Regions from separate parts of the Mus musculus genome. Here regions 1 and 2 are each linked to region 3. The links are chromatin contacts, called in public HiChIP or PLAC-seq maps. All regions are on one chromosome and are shown on one strand. Each heading gives the region's core, a stretch centred on a gene start, on an enhancer-like site or on the middle of the called end of the contact. The rest is flanking DNA. Distances are from core to core; before and after follow the strand shown. Region 1 overlaps Xylb (xylulokinase homolog (H. influenzae)). Region 2 overlaps Oxsr1 (oxidative-stress responsive 1). Region 3 holds the start of Oxsr1 (oxidative-stress responsive 1).

Region 1 (4,469 bases), core at 170-2,669, 60 kb after region 3:
ACTGGAGAATATTCAGGTCTAGTTGGGCTAGTACCCAGCGCTATTGAAGAGCAGAAGCAAGGTATAGAGAGCCCTGTGTGGGTCCCTCTGTGCAGTGGCCAGCATAAACATATCCCAAGATAAGCGTGAGTCTAGTACCTTCCAGGATGTCCATGAAACCAAAGGAGACACTAAAATACTTGAGATTTGGGCTGCCTGTTATGCCCCTCCCATGGGTTGTGGTCTAGCCTGACCTGGAGACCTTCTGCCTGGGACTCTTTCAACAACCCTGTGTCCAGTCTGGGAGAAAATCCTTGCCTAGCATGGGGGGGGGGGGGCACCTGGATTCCAACCTAACATCACCAAACCTGGGAGCCCAGGGCTCATACTGTGTCTGTTTCTGCAGCTTTAAAAACGGCTCCCTCATGAGAGAGAAGATCCGAGATGAGTCGGCCTCCTGTTCCTGGAACAAGTTCTCTAAGGCCCTGAAGTCCACGGCGATGGGGAACAACGGAAACTTGGGTAGGCTGGGCCTGTGGACAGGGCAGCAAGGCTCGGAGCACCATGAGTTGGGGTGTGTAGAAGCTGGGAGGGGTGCTTTCTGTCTCCACATGTGTTCTCATGAGCTGGTGTGGGTCCCCAGGTTCTGAGGGTGCACTCACGTGGTTACCCTTGGCTGCTGCTCCCTAAACCTCCAGTGAAAGGTCAGACTCGAGTTATATCTTCGTCCCCTTGAATATCCCTGGAGATGGCATCAGAGGTGGTTTGCCACAGGATCTCCCGTGGCCCGCTCCTTCTCAGTATGCAGGTGTCTGCCCCAGACAGAAGGCAGCAGCAGGCTATGTCCTGAGGAAGGAAGGGACATGTCTCTCCTAGCATCCCTCACCTGGTGCTCAGGGTTAGTGAGACAGCTGTTCTTCAGCTGAGCTGCCAAGTGGAATAAGAGAGGTTGCCTCAGAACAGCCCGGGCCTTTCCAGTCCCCTCTGTCCCGTGAGAGAAAGGTCGCAGGATATCACAGGGCTCCTCTGGGGGGCGGGAGGAGACTGAGGCACAGATGACATAACTTTTGCTTCATCTTTTTGGAAGTTTTTTGAGAAACTGTATTTTTTTGGCTCTGAGGTGGCGACAGCTATAATCCCTTTCTGCTTTTGCTTCAGGTTTTTATTTCGATGTAATGGAGATCACCCCTGAAATTATTGGGCGTCATAGGTTTAATGCGGAAAACATGGAGGTACTTGTGTCTTTTTCGTGTGTGTGTGTGTGTGTGTGTGTGTGTGTGTGTGTGTTTACATGTGTGTTGCCGGTGTGCGTGGAGTCTTCCTGGGCTGTTCTTTGGCCGTATTCATTGGGACAGGTTCTCTCAGTCAAAGCCAGAGCTTCCTCAGGGGATTCTCCAGCTCCACCGTAGGAGGCTCCAGACTCAGGTCCTCTTGCTACCCGGAAAGCACTCTAACCAGCAGCTGACTTCCCAGCCTCAGGCACGTACGCTGCAGGCTTTAGAGCTGCATGCATTGACTCTGGCGTTGAGCCCTGTGTAACAAGCTTTTAGGGGTGCATCGCCTGCTCATCTACAGGTGTGCTCGGGTGCATTCTAGAGTTGGGGTCTCAGGAGGGGCTTAGACAGGTCCTGCCCCTCCCCCAAGGAAGAATGCAAGCAACCACAGTGCTCTGTAAGCTCCTGACAGTTCCCGACTGCTGTTTGTTGCAGGACGTTTCCTTGGTAACCGGATCTTCCACTGCACTGCAGCTCTTGGGTCCTGAAGGCAGGAATTTCTTCCTAGTGGAAAAGGCCCTTTAGAGAGACAGTGACATTTGCTTGAGGAGCCCTGGGTTCCAGGCATCATGCTTGTGATTTCACTTTCAACTCTGTGATGTAGGCACTGATAGCCCTTTTTACAGATGTGAAAGTGGAGGCTTAGCCTTCATGGCCTGCCCAAAGTCACAAGCACATAGGTGGTGGAGGAGGCTCGAACCCAGACCTTCTTGGCTAGAAGCTGTGTTTCTCTCATTTCCGTGTGACCCTTTTACACACATATGCACAAACATAGACTTGGACACTCAGTCCCTCACACTATACCTATTTTACACACACACACACACACACACACACACACACACACACACACACATGGACACCCAGAGTCCCTCACACTGTACCTATTTTACACACATGCACACATGTGCACACACACATACACACACACAGAGTCCCTCACGCTGTGCCTATTTTCTGGGGACAGGTTTCAGCATTCCCTGGGGATGTGGAGATCCGAGCACTGATTGAAGGACAATTCATGGCCAAGAGGATTCATGCAGAAGGCCTAGGCTACAGAGTCAGTAAGTAAGGGACCAGCTGGACATGTCCTGGGGTCATGTGGGGCTTCCGGGGAGGTGGGGGTGGGGCTCAGAGAGTGTCTATTCAGGTCTTACATTATAAGATGCTGTAGTGAGATGGTGGGTGGACTTGGTTCTGGGTGGGGTGAGAAAGCAACTGAGGTGCCTTAGAGAGCAGGTATAGATGTAGAGGCAGGGCGATCTGCTTCTCAGTTCTGTCACTGTTAAACTGATCGCTAGGTCATGGACTGTAGACATTAGGAGAGGTCTTCTTGTGCCCACAGCTGTGTGCTAGCTACAGATAAACATCCTAAAACTTAGTTTTTTGAGACAGGGTTTCTCAATATAGCCCTGGGTGTCCTAGAACTCATTCTGTAGACCAAGATGGCCTTGAACTTAGAGAATTGCTGCCTGCCTCTGCCTCTTCCTCACATGCTGGGATTAAAAGCAAGCCAACATCATTTGGCAGATTGTATTTTTTTAAATCCAGAAGGTCTCTGAAGCCCCCAGAATTTTCTAAGAAACAAGATTGTGTAAGCAGGGCAGAGAAGTTGGTTCTGAGTGCCTAGCAGGGGTCTTTGGACCATCAATAATGGACATTTAGGTGTGGAGGGGCCACCCCAGCAGCCTAGAGTGGAGAAGGCACGTGAGGACCATATGTGATACTTAATAAGCAATTCCTTTAGACCATAAAGATACTTACCCTCTTTTAACTTGCTGTTAAAAAGCAAGACTCGGTCTGGAGAGATGGCTCAGTAGTTAAGAGCACTGGACTGCTCTTCCAGAGGTCCTGAGTTCAATTCCCAGAAGCCACATGGTGGCTCACAACCATCTGTCCATCTGTAATGGGATCTGATGCCATCTTCTGGTGTGTCTGAAGACAGTTACAGTATACATATAAAATCTTTAAAAAACAAGAATCAATCCTGCTTTGTAAACCCTGCTAGGTTCCTCTCAAACAAGACCAACAAGACCCCTGGGTTTTAGTGGGTGTTCCCTTTTTATTTCTTAGTATGTTTATAATTTGTGGATGGGGACAGGCACACAGTCAGCATGAGAATGGAGTCCGTTTCACTCTTTCTACCATGTGAGCTTTGAGATTTGAACACTTGCCACCAAGTGTCTCTCAGCAGATTTATCATTATTATTTTTATTTTTCATTTTAAAATTTTCATTTAATTCTGTATGAACGCTTTAACTGCACAGATGTCTATGCACCACTTGTGTGCCTGGTACCTGCCGAGGCCAGAAGTGGGCATTGAAGCCCCTGGAACTGGAATTTCCAGTTGTGAGTGGCCATGAAGGTGCTGGGCATCAAACCCAGGGTCCTCTGGGAGAGCAGCCAGTGCTCCTGATCACTGAGCCATTTCTCTAGCTCCTGTTTTGTTGGTTGTTTTTTTTCCCCCATAATTTTGGCGATGGACCCAGGACCTCATGCCTGCTGGGTGTGCATCTCCCACTCTCAAACAGGCTCTCCTCGATTCACATGCCTACACGCGCAAAGATGCACCCATGGAGGTGCTCGTCTGTGCTTCTCCAGGCTGTTGGGGTGGATCAGTTTGTTCTTGGTCAGTCATCAGCACATTTAGTTTTAATACTGCCTAAGAATCAAAAGGGGATTTCAAGAATAGATACCCATGCATAAATAAATAAATAAACAAACAAATAAGTGTAAAAAAGAATGTTGTTGGTCTGGGTTGAGCATGGTTGCAGATACTTGTGAACTCAGCTAGGTCAGGAGTTCTAGGTCATCTACCTACAACAAAGACAGTTTGGGGCTAGCCTAGGCTAGATGAAATCCTATCTCAATCCTTGTCAAAGGGTGATAGAGGAGAGATGGCTCAGTGGCTAAAATGCCTGCTACATTTAGAGAAGACTAAGAGTTCAGATCCCACCTCTCAAGTGCAAACCCAGATTTGGAAGACCTAGCTCCCTCTTCTGCTCTCCCGTATGTGTATTCACACACACAGAGTGAAATAAATCCGTTTAAAGAGTGAGATATCTTGCGCGTGCCCAACTGGCCAGCAAAAACAACGCTGCAACAGTATCCTTCTGCACACGTTTATTGGGAGAGCTTGATTGCAGAGACGAAGAGACCCCGAGCCCAGAACTGGTGCTGCTTATATAGGCCTAGGAGAGGCGTGTCTCACACCCG
Region 2 (4,031 bases), core at 139-2,638, 51 kb before region 3:
ACTGGACACACAGCTAGACAAAGGTCCTCATGTTCAGCACACCTTCCCATATCATAACTTCATAATTCCTCATTGCTTTTTAGGTAACAGAGTTGTATTACTTTTCATCATGTGGTATGCTGGTGTGAAAACCAACCACAATTTCTGTCTACCGTCTACCTGTAAACGGCATCAGGAATGTCTGAACTCCGGACTGAGATGGCTGGCGCCCACGTGAGGATGACTTTCTCCAGTCTACACAGTAGAAGCCATAGCTCTGCATGTGCACATCCTCAACTTCAATGAAGCCACCAGAGACTCAGACTTGCTTCTACCACCAGCTAAGATGCTGTGCTCTTGCTCTGCACCGTCAATTGGTTCTGTTGGGTGTTGTGGTGAAGGCAGTCACTTGGCATTTAGTAAGTGCTTTATGTTCAGTGCCTTACACGCCTTTGCTCTGCATCTCTCCCATTGATAGTACATGTATGTGTGTACATGGAAGGGCGCTCACCTGTGCATGTTTGTGATACTGGTTGTAGTCCTCAATCACTATGTTCATTTGTGTGTGTGTGTGTGTGTGTGTGTGTGTGTGTGTGTGTGTGTCCATCTCATTTTTGAGAGACAGCCTCTCACTACGCCTTGAGCTTGTGGTTTGGGATAGACTAGCTAGCTGGTGAGCCCCTGAAAGCCTCTGCTTTCTCCTCCAGTCAGGGTCAGACACATGCCATTGAACGTATATTAATGCTGGAATTACCCTACTCTGCGTCTTGTCTTTAGTGAAAAAGTGTCTCTTTTGACAAAAAGAGAGTTAATGGTAAAGGAATCAACTTTATGTTGGATAAAATTATTACCTTACTTCAGGATTTAAAGGTACTCGCCTAAATTTTCTTTTAAAAACTGAATATATTATCCTGATTCACTTGATTATGGTAGCAGTCTGAGAGCAAACAGAAGGAGACTGTTCAGTCAAAACAGCCATCTGTGGGAAGACATGACTTCCAGTCTCCCCTAAGCTCTAAGACTACCAGAACTGTGGGAAGACATGACGTCCAGTCTTCCCTAAGCTCTAAGACTATCAGAACTGTGGGAAGACATGACTTCCAGTCTCCCCCTAAGCTCTAAGACTACCAGAACTGTGCTCCCTAAAAGGCAGAGACTCCATGGCACCCTTGGGTTATCCCTTCCTAGTGCTGTGACTTTAAAAAGCCACTCAAGGGGACAGGAGTTTTCCTGACTCATGATTCTAGGTTATACAGCTCACTCATATTTAAGAGTCAAGGTGACAGGAACCTGAAAGAGCTGCTCACACTGTGTTTCCAGCCAAGACCAGCAAGCCACCGATGTATGTGTTCACGCTGGTACTCAGCTGACTCTCCTTTCATTCACAGCACAGCAGCTAGCACATAAAATGGTGACACCCACATTCATGGTGAGTCAGCCCAGTTCAATTAACCTAATTCAGAATACCCCACACACGCCCATAGTGTTAGCATTGTGTCTAAGCTCCACCCCACAGTTAACTGGGAACAGCCAGGTAGGCCTGACCCACTGTAAAAGGGGCTGCTCGCCCCTCCTTGCTGTGCTGCTCTCTTGCTCTCTCTTGCTCTTGTTCTTCCCTTACCCTCTCTCTCCCCATGCTCATGACCTGCTGCTTCTCCTCTTCTCCTCCCCTCCCGCCCCACATCTCTCTCTGCCTCTACTACTCTCCCCACCCCTGAATAAACTCTACTCTATATTATACCATTGTGTGGCTGGTCCCTCGGGGGGAAGGGATGCCTCAGGACAGCCAGCGAAGGCACCCCTCCCCCACATCTGACCACACCTCCATAGAACCATAGAAGGTATGCCCCTTCTCTTTATCTTTTTATAAACACATCACATAGGCCAGCCTGATCTGCTCTCTCCTCCAGTCAGGGTCAGACACATGCCGTTGCACGTATATTAATGCTGGAATTACCCTACTCTGCATCTTGTCTTCAGTGAAAAAGTGTCTCTTTTGACAAAAGCCTGATCTGCTTATGGAGACTTCTGTCCCAGGCTCTAGAGTGAGTAAGTTGACAATTAAAACCAGCCATCACTTTGTATCACCTCTCATCTGAGGTGATAACTGTTTCTCCTTTAAATAAGCACGGGCTGCTCTGAGACAGAACCCTATCAGAAGATCCTACACCTAATGAAGATGAGGAGTGGGAAAATAATAGGGAGCAATGAGTGATGCCCAGTGAAATACCTAGGTGAGATAGAGGCCATCTTTAGAGGGTGCTTACATAGAAAGATGTCCTAAGAACAGGATCATCAGATACTAAGAAAACATAAAAAACAAATAAGGTGGTTCTGCTGGCTATTATATCAAAATAAAACGAAGTACTGTGAACTGGGATGGGGGCTCAGTGGGTAAGATCCTTTCTACACAAGCATGAGGATCTAGGTCCGAATCCCCAGCACCCACACAGATGTTAGGCAGGCATGGGAGCTACACGTAATGAATGCTCAATGCTCAGGATGCTCTGAAGCAAAGGTGAAAGCATATGCATGCATCATGTGACATACACACAAACACACACTCACATTCCCGTGCACACACACATGCACGCACACAGAGTCACACAGGTGGACGCACACACAGTCGGGTACACACACTCACACAAACCAGAAAAACACGGCGGCCCTGTTCATCATTACCTGCAATCTGCACAGAGCCGTCTTCTCCTAGAAGAATGTTTCCAGCTTTCACATCTCTTCAAAGAAAAAAACACCATCAAACATTTGTTCTTTAGAATGGCAAAATTTAAGCAACTGTTTATTTACAATACATTTGCAGTATTTAAATACTGTTTTATATTAAAGAGTATTAAACCAATACTTTTTTTTAAATTTTAGCCATTTATATTATAATCCAAACATAAAATTATAAGAAGGAACATAACATTTAGACAATCTAGGAAAGTAAAGCTCACTAAATACTGACTGGGATGCCAGCTACTGACCAAAGAAAGCAACTCATCTCACCCCAATCCTTACTGCTGAAACACACAAACGGTGAGTCATTCTCTTCCCAGTTCCTCAACTCTCAGTTGTTTGTTTGGAAGTTTTGCTATATAGCTCACGCTGGTCTCTATCCCATGATCCTCCTGCCTCAACAACCCAAACACACGGGGATAGGGGTGCACTTTAAATATATTCTGAAGAAGGGGCAAGCTTCATATAATCTAACTTTTCTTTTTTTGCTTAAACAACAGAATAGGAATATACATACATATATAGTTACACATGTATATATACACACACACATATAAACATACATATATTCACAAATGTGTATATTGACATAAAATACTTCTCAAAGGAATCAGAATGGCAAAAAGTGATCTTCTTTAGACCAGAGCACTGTAATTTAATAAGATGTTTTTAAATGCTTTACATAAAAATTGAAAAGAAAGTTTAAGATCTTAAGCTTAGTATCTCATTAACATCTTACATCAATATAGTACTTTTGTTAAAATTAGTGAACACAAGTAAGACATCATGAACTAAAGCCCACAGTGCTAGCTCTCAGGCAGAAATGAGCTCGAGCCGGACTGCAGAGGAATTTCTGGTGGTTGGTTAAAAGCCATCTTTGCTCAGGAACTTGTGACAGGGTTCAGACCCACCCCTGACATACACCTGTGACTGCACATAAGAGCCCATGCTGGCCTGCAGATCCCTCAGTCTCTTTTCACACACACTTGTAAGTTTCAAGTCAGGCCCTTTGCCTCTCTGACTCTCACACTATGCACTATGCTCACTGGCCCCAGGCTGTCTCTGATCTCAGCTGCTCTCATGACTCTCTCACAGATAGCCCTGACCATGTCCACGTCCAGACTGTTTCATTTTCTCTCTGCTCTCAACTCTTCCAACTCTGGCTGTTCTCACTTTTATCCACAATAACCATCCCTGCACTATCATGAAATGGACATTTCAGTGAGCTCTTTACTATGTCCCTCACATCCATACAACTTCTTCAGGTTCCCTTATTTTTTAAGCAAGGTTCCCTTTTTATCCAAGACTCCATC
Region 3 (4,426 bases), core at 880-3,379:
CAGGAATGGAACTCAGGTCATCAGGCTTGGCAGAGAAAGCATAAAGCTGAAATGTAGAGAAATGGCAACCATCTTACCTACACAGCAAATCTGATGCCAAGTTGAGCAACCAGAGACCTGCCTTTAAAAAAAAAAAAAAAAACGGGGGGGGGGGGGAGGAGGGGGCTGGGGAGATAGCTCAGTGTAGAATGTGTGCTGAGTGAACACTAGCAACCTGAGTTTGGATCCCCAGCCCCCATGTGAAGTGGGAGGCCCAGGGATCCTAGAAAGAGCCTGAAATCCAAGTGCTTCCAGGCAGAGACAGGAGGACTCAGGCGTCTTAGGAATCTAGTCAAAAGGTAAGTTCCGGATCAACTAAAGAGACTCATCAAAAAGCAAGGGAAAGCCGGGTGTGGTGGCGCACCGCACGCCTTTGATTCCAGCATTTGGGAGGCAGAGGCAGGCGGATTTCTGAGTTCAAGGCCAGCTTGGTCTACAAAGTGAGTTCCAGGACAGCCAGGGCTACACAGAGAAACCCTATCCTTCTCCTCCCCCTCCACCCCCCCCCCAAAAAAAGCTAAGAAACAAACAAAAAAAGAACGTGAAAAGCTAGCCTTTACACGAGCACATAAACCTACACAGAGCCACACAGAGACCTACAACGAAATTTGGTGGCTTTTTGTTTTTGCTCTCCTTAACACCGAGAAATAAACACTGGCACCTTTAAGGAAGCTCTGGGATTTTTGGCAGGTCTCTATTGTAAAGCTAATTTTAAGGTAGAATGCTATCAGTGTAGACAGACTTCTTCCAACAAACAGTGGTCTGCTGATTAAGCCTTTGTTTTGCTAAACCCATTTCCCTTCGATTTCTATGGCCACTGCATTACTGCTGGGCTACAAACTCTCCCTCATCCCTAGCCGCTTAACCTCCTCAAGCACGCTGCACCTCTGAGAGTAACAATCCATGCTTGCTGTCGACCAACTGGTATTCTCGGATCTTATTCAGGGCCACTTCACACATAATAGCCAGATTTATGGAGCGAGCCATGGTCCCTAGTTGAAGCCCTCCAAGGACAACTTGAAACTCCAAATCTTTACCATAGCTTTAAAGGTCCCTGAGACTAATGTGTGCCCTCTTTCTGGTCCCTCAACTTATCAAGCACTCTCTCTCTCCTCAGAGTCTAAGTATTTTCTTATTCCTCAATGGAGGGGGAAAGGCGATCTTCCTCCGACTCGCTTTGAGGGCTCAACTTTTCCTTGAAATCACGTAACTTGTTCAAACCACTCCTTATAACATCTTGCCCGGTTCCTTCCGGCCACCTACTGAGACCTGTTACCGCTTTTCCCATTCTTTCTATGTAGTTGACGTCTGCCTCCGGGATCTGAGAAGTCAGTTGTAAAGAGCTAGAGGCGGGTCTAACCTGCTCAGCACCGGTACCTGGAGCTGCCCTCAGCCTCACACCTGCGAAATAGTGCATCGTCGCGTGGATGCAGGGATGGACTCAAGTGCACAGACCCCACAATCCCAGAGCCACGCGGCTCTGCCCACGGACCCTAGTGCCCCCTGAGCCAGGCCTGCCGCCCATCCACATGGCTCTTCTGCACAGGACGCATCTGTCTCAGGTACGCTTCTCCCTCCGAAGGGAGCCCCACCCTAGGCGCACGGCTCGCACCAGTGCCCAGCAAGGCTCGGGCCCAGAACCCCGGCGCGTCGCCCCTCGGCTCTCACCTATCACCTCCTGCAGCTCGTAGTCGTCCCTGTTGATGGACCAGGGCAGGGCGCTCGAGTCCTCGGACATGACGGCTGCAGCGCCTGGCTCCGTGCTCCTCACGCTCCGGGCTCTCAGGTCACCTCGCCGCGCGCCTCCCCACGCCCAGCCGCCGCCCCCAACCCGCCGCTTGGCCCAGCCTTGGGGCGCACAACGCCGGGGCGCGCGGGTCAAGCGCGGCCCCGAGGCGGAGACGCGCGGCTGCGACCGACCTCGCCTCCCGCGGCTCCGCGTCCCGCAGTCCCCGGCCCAGCCCACGAGCCGGCCTTAACCTCCGCGGCACCGCGAAACAAGCTTCTACCCAGCCCTGCCCCTCCGTCCCGCCCTCCACCCGAACCCCAAGCACGGGCCAAACTTTCCCTTCTCCCTCCACCTGCCGACACGCAGCGCGCTGACGTCACCACGCCGGGGAAGCCTGGCCGCGGCTCGCCGCCCCCCGGCCGCCATCTTGAGTGTGGCCGGACAAGAGGCAAGCGAGAAGGAAGCCGGAAAGAGTGGAAGTCGATAGTTAGAGAGCAGAAGTGCTCGTGGAGGAGTTCACTGAGGGCGTCTGAAAGCCAAAACAGAGCAAACTGCCGCAGAACGAGGAGCCACACCAAGCATGGCGGCCACTGAGTGCTAAACCGAAGGAGCGGCGCTTCCTCTAGAAGCTGAGGGAGGGGCGTTGCCCTCTCTGCTTTGCATTCATTGGTTGGTTTGAGAAAGCATGAGAACGGCAACTGGAGCGTGTGGACATCAGTCATATGTTAGTCCCGCCTCCGGGAACTTGACTCCCAGTTCCTACCGAGCGCCAAAACCTTTCAGGACCGGGTTCGCTGAGGTGACGTCACGGCGTCACGGTCACACCCTCGAGACGTGCAAACCGCGCCCCGGGGTGTGGAGAAGCCCGAGGGAGCGGCCGGGTGGGGTGCGCGGACGAAGGCCAACTAGGATAAAAGGTCTTGCGGGCTCCCGAGTGGAGCCGGAAGCTCGGCCCGTGATGACATTTTTTTTTTTCCTAAGGCGGAAGTACTCAGCGCCGCCTCCAGGATCCGGGAGGAAGCGGTTTCTGTCTTTTCTCCGCTTCGGGTCTAAAGAAACAGCACCTGCCTGGGACCTAGGTTAGTTGTCTCTGCCCAGGCAGCGCCTTGACTGTTCAGTGGTTTCTGTCACGCGACTTAGGGGTCAGCTCTAGGCCCCCGGCCCTGGCTTTTGTCATCTTCACAAAAATAAGTTCCGTTTTCTTGGCCTTAGAAGATCGCGCTTTGGTGAAACAAAACATTAAAACATCAACCTGGACAGGGTCGCTGCGGACAAAGTGTTCAGCTGAGCAGCACTGCTGAGCTCTTCGGTGGGAAGGCCATGAGCGCGTCTGGTTGATAGGACTTATGGAACATCTCAAGAAGAGGTCCCATTTGGGCCAGACCTTACAGTGCTAAGGGGATCTCAGCAAACAGAAAATGGGAGGACAGAATATTCCAGACCCGGCAAAGGTGCAAGGTCTTGCTGTAGAAATGTGTTTCAGGGCTGGAGAAATGGCTCAGTGGTTGAGAGCACTGACTGCTCTTCCAGAGGTCCTGAGGTCAATTCCCAGCAACCACATGGTGGCTCACAACCATCTGAAATGGGATCCAATGCCCTCATTTGGTATGTCTAAATACAGCTACAGTGTACTCATATATATAAAATAAATAAAATCTTTAAAAAAAAAAATAAGGAAGGAAGGAAGGAAGAAATTTGTTGCAGCCACTACTTGTGACACATTTAGTGCGTGTGATAACTTTTTCTTGCTGGAAGAAGAATAAAAGTAACATCGAGAGGAAGTGGGGACAGATTGGAACTCTTCATGGTGTGTACCAATAGAAAACCAATAAGCCAAAAATAATCTGGAATTGTTGGGCTCTGTGGACCACGGATACACTTTACAATTTTCTTTCATTACCATGAAAATAAATTATATAACTTAGAATTTGGGACTGCCTTCTTTCCCCTTCCCCCAAGAAAAGGAACTACCAGTTTCATGGTGAAATTTCAAGATACTGGGTCTTAATTATTATTAGATAACATTATAGTGCATTCATTAATGTGTTCTTGCTTACCTCCTCATTCATGTACCTCAGTGGATTGGTAGAGCAGGAACCTTCTCTATAAATCTGGTCATTTTGTTTCCCCTGTCCCTGACTTTCTGTGGCCTAGTCGAGGTTAAAATACCATGATTTTAATGAGGAAGGAAGCCAGGAATTGGGTATTTGAGGCCATAAGCTCAAGCAAGATTCAGCCTTTAAAATATCTTGCATGTGAGCACTCTCACAACAGTGATCAGGGACTTAGTCCCCCCACCCCCCTTTTTTTTTTTTTTTTTTTTTTTTGCTGGAGTATGGAGTTTTTGTAGTAAGCAGTAGGGAGCATTTAAGTTAATAGTTAAGTAATTGGGCTGGAGAGATGGCTCAGCAGTTAAGAGCACTGGCACTTCCAGAGGTTCTGAGTTCAATTCCCAGCAACCACATGGTGGCTCACAACTGTCTGCAATGGGATCCAATGCCCTTCTCTGGTATGTCCGAAGAGAACTACAATGTACTCACATACATAAAATAAATAAAACTTAAAAAAAATAAGTACTTATAAATCATAAAGCACCATACAGGAAAGGCGCAGCTTGCATGTCTCAAGGGTGTGACCGTGACGCCGTGACATCACCTC

What was found. HiChIP or PLAC-seq counts read pairs in DNA pulled down with a chosen protein or histone mark.
Region 1: an H3K27ac HiChIP or PLAC-seq map of trophoblast stem cells shows a contact between it and region 3, with 23 read pairs. The contact joins the enhancer-like site here to the promoter of Oxsr1 in region 3. A contact is called at or near these places in 1 of 484 Hi-C or Micro-C datasets (rod photoreceptor), 5 of 115 datasets of contacts at active chromatin or transcription factors (bone marrow-derived macrophages, embryonic stem cells, epiblast stem cells and 1 more) and 3 of 9 other capture datasets (adipose tissue, liver and pancreatic islet).
Region 2: an H3K27ac HiChIP or PLAC-seq map of embryonic stem cells shows a contact between it and region 3, with 8 read pairs. The contact joins the enhancer-like site here to the promoter of Oxsr1 in region 3. A contact is called at or near these places in 6 of 39 promoter capture datasets (the 3T3-L1 cell line, 3T3-L1-derived adipocytes, liver and 2 more), 7 of 484 Hi-C or Micro-C datasets (B cells, CD8 T cells, Th1 cells and 4 more), 9 of 115 datasets of contacts at active chromatin or transcription factors (the HPC-7 cell line, the SCID.adh cell line, bone marrow-derived macrophages and 3 more) and 2 of 9 other capture datasets (adipose tissue and pancreatic islet).

The regions. Positions count from the first base shown.
Region 1 is chr9:119,381,117-119,385,585 of GRCm38.p6, forward strand. It overlaps Xylb (xylulokinase homolog (H. influenzae)), which reads left to right. Exons shown (of 19, transcript NM_001033209.3): 13 at 386-501; 14 at 1,138-1,211; 15 at 2,221-2,317. Among named protein-coding and RNA genes, the nearest start is that of Acvr2b, 19 kb to the right of the region's middle. Within about 2 kb of position 1,420, at least 10 of the 459 cell types and tissues checked have an H3K27ac peak or open chromatin away from gene starts, as enhancers often do. A contact at or near this core is called in trophoblast stem cells, where this site is marked.
Region 2 is chr9:119,270,268-119,274,298 of GRCm38.p6, forward strand. It overlaps Oxsr1 (oxidative-stress responsive 1), which reads right to left. Exons shown (of 18, transcript NM_133985.2): 5 at 2,662-2,717. Among named protein-coding and RNA genes, the nearest start is that of Oxsr1, 50 kb to the right of the region's middle. Within about 2 kb of position 1,389, at least 25 of the 459 cell types and tissues checked have an H3K27ac peak or open chromatin away from gene starts, as enhancers often do. A contact at or near this core is called in Th1 cells, embryonic stem cells and trophoblast stem cells, where this site is marked.
Region 3 is chr9:119,320,298-119,324,723 of GRCm38.p6, forward strand. It overlaps Oxsr1 (oxidative-stress responsive 1), which reads right to left and starts at 2,130. Exons shown (of 18, transcript NM_133985.2): 1 at 1,708-2,130. The coding sequence starts at 1,777.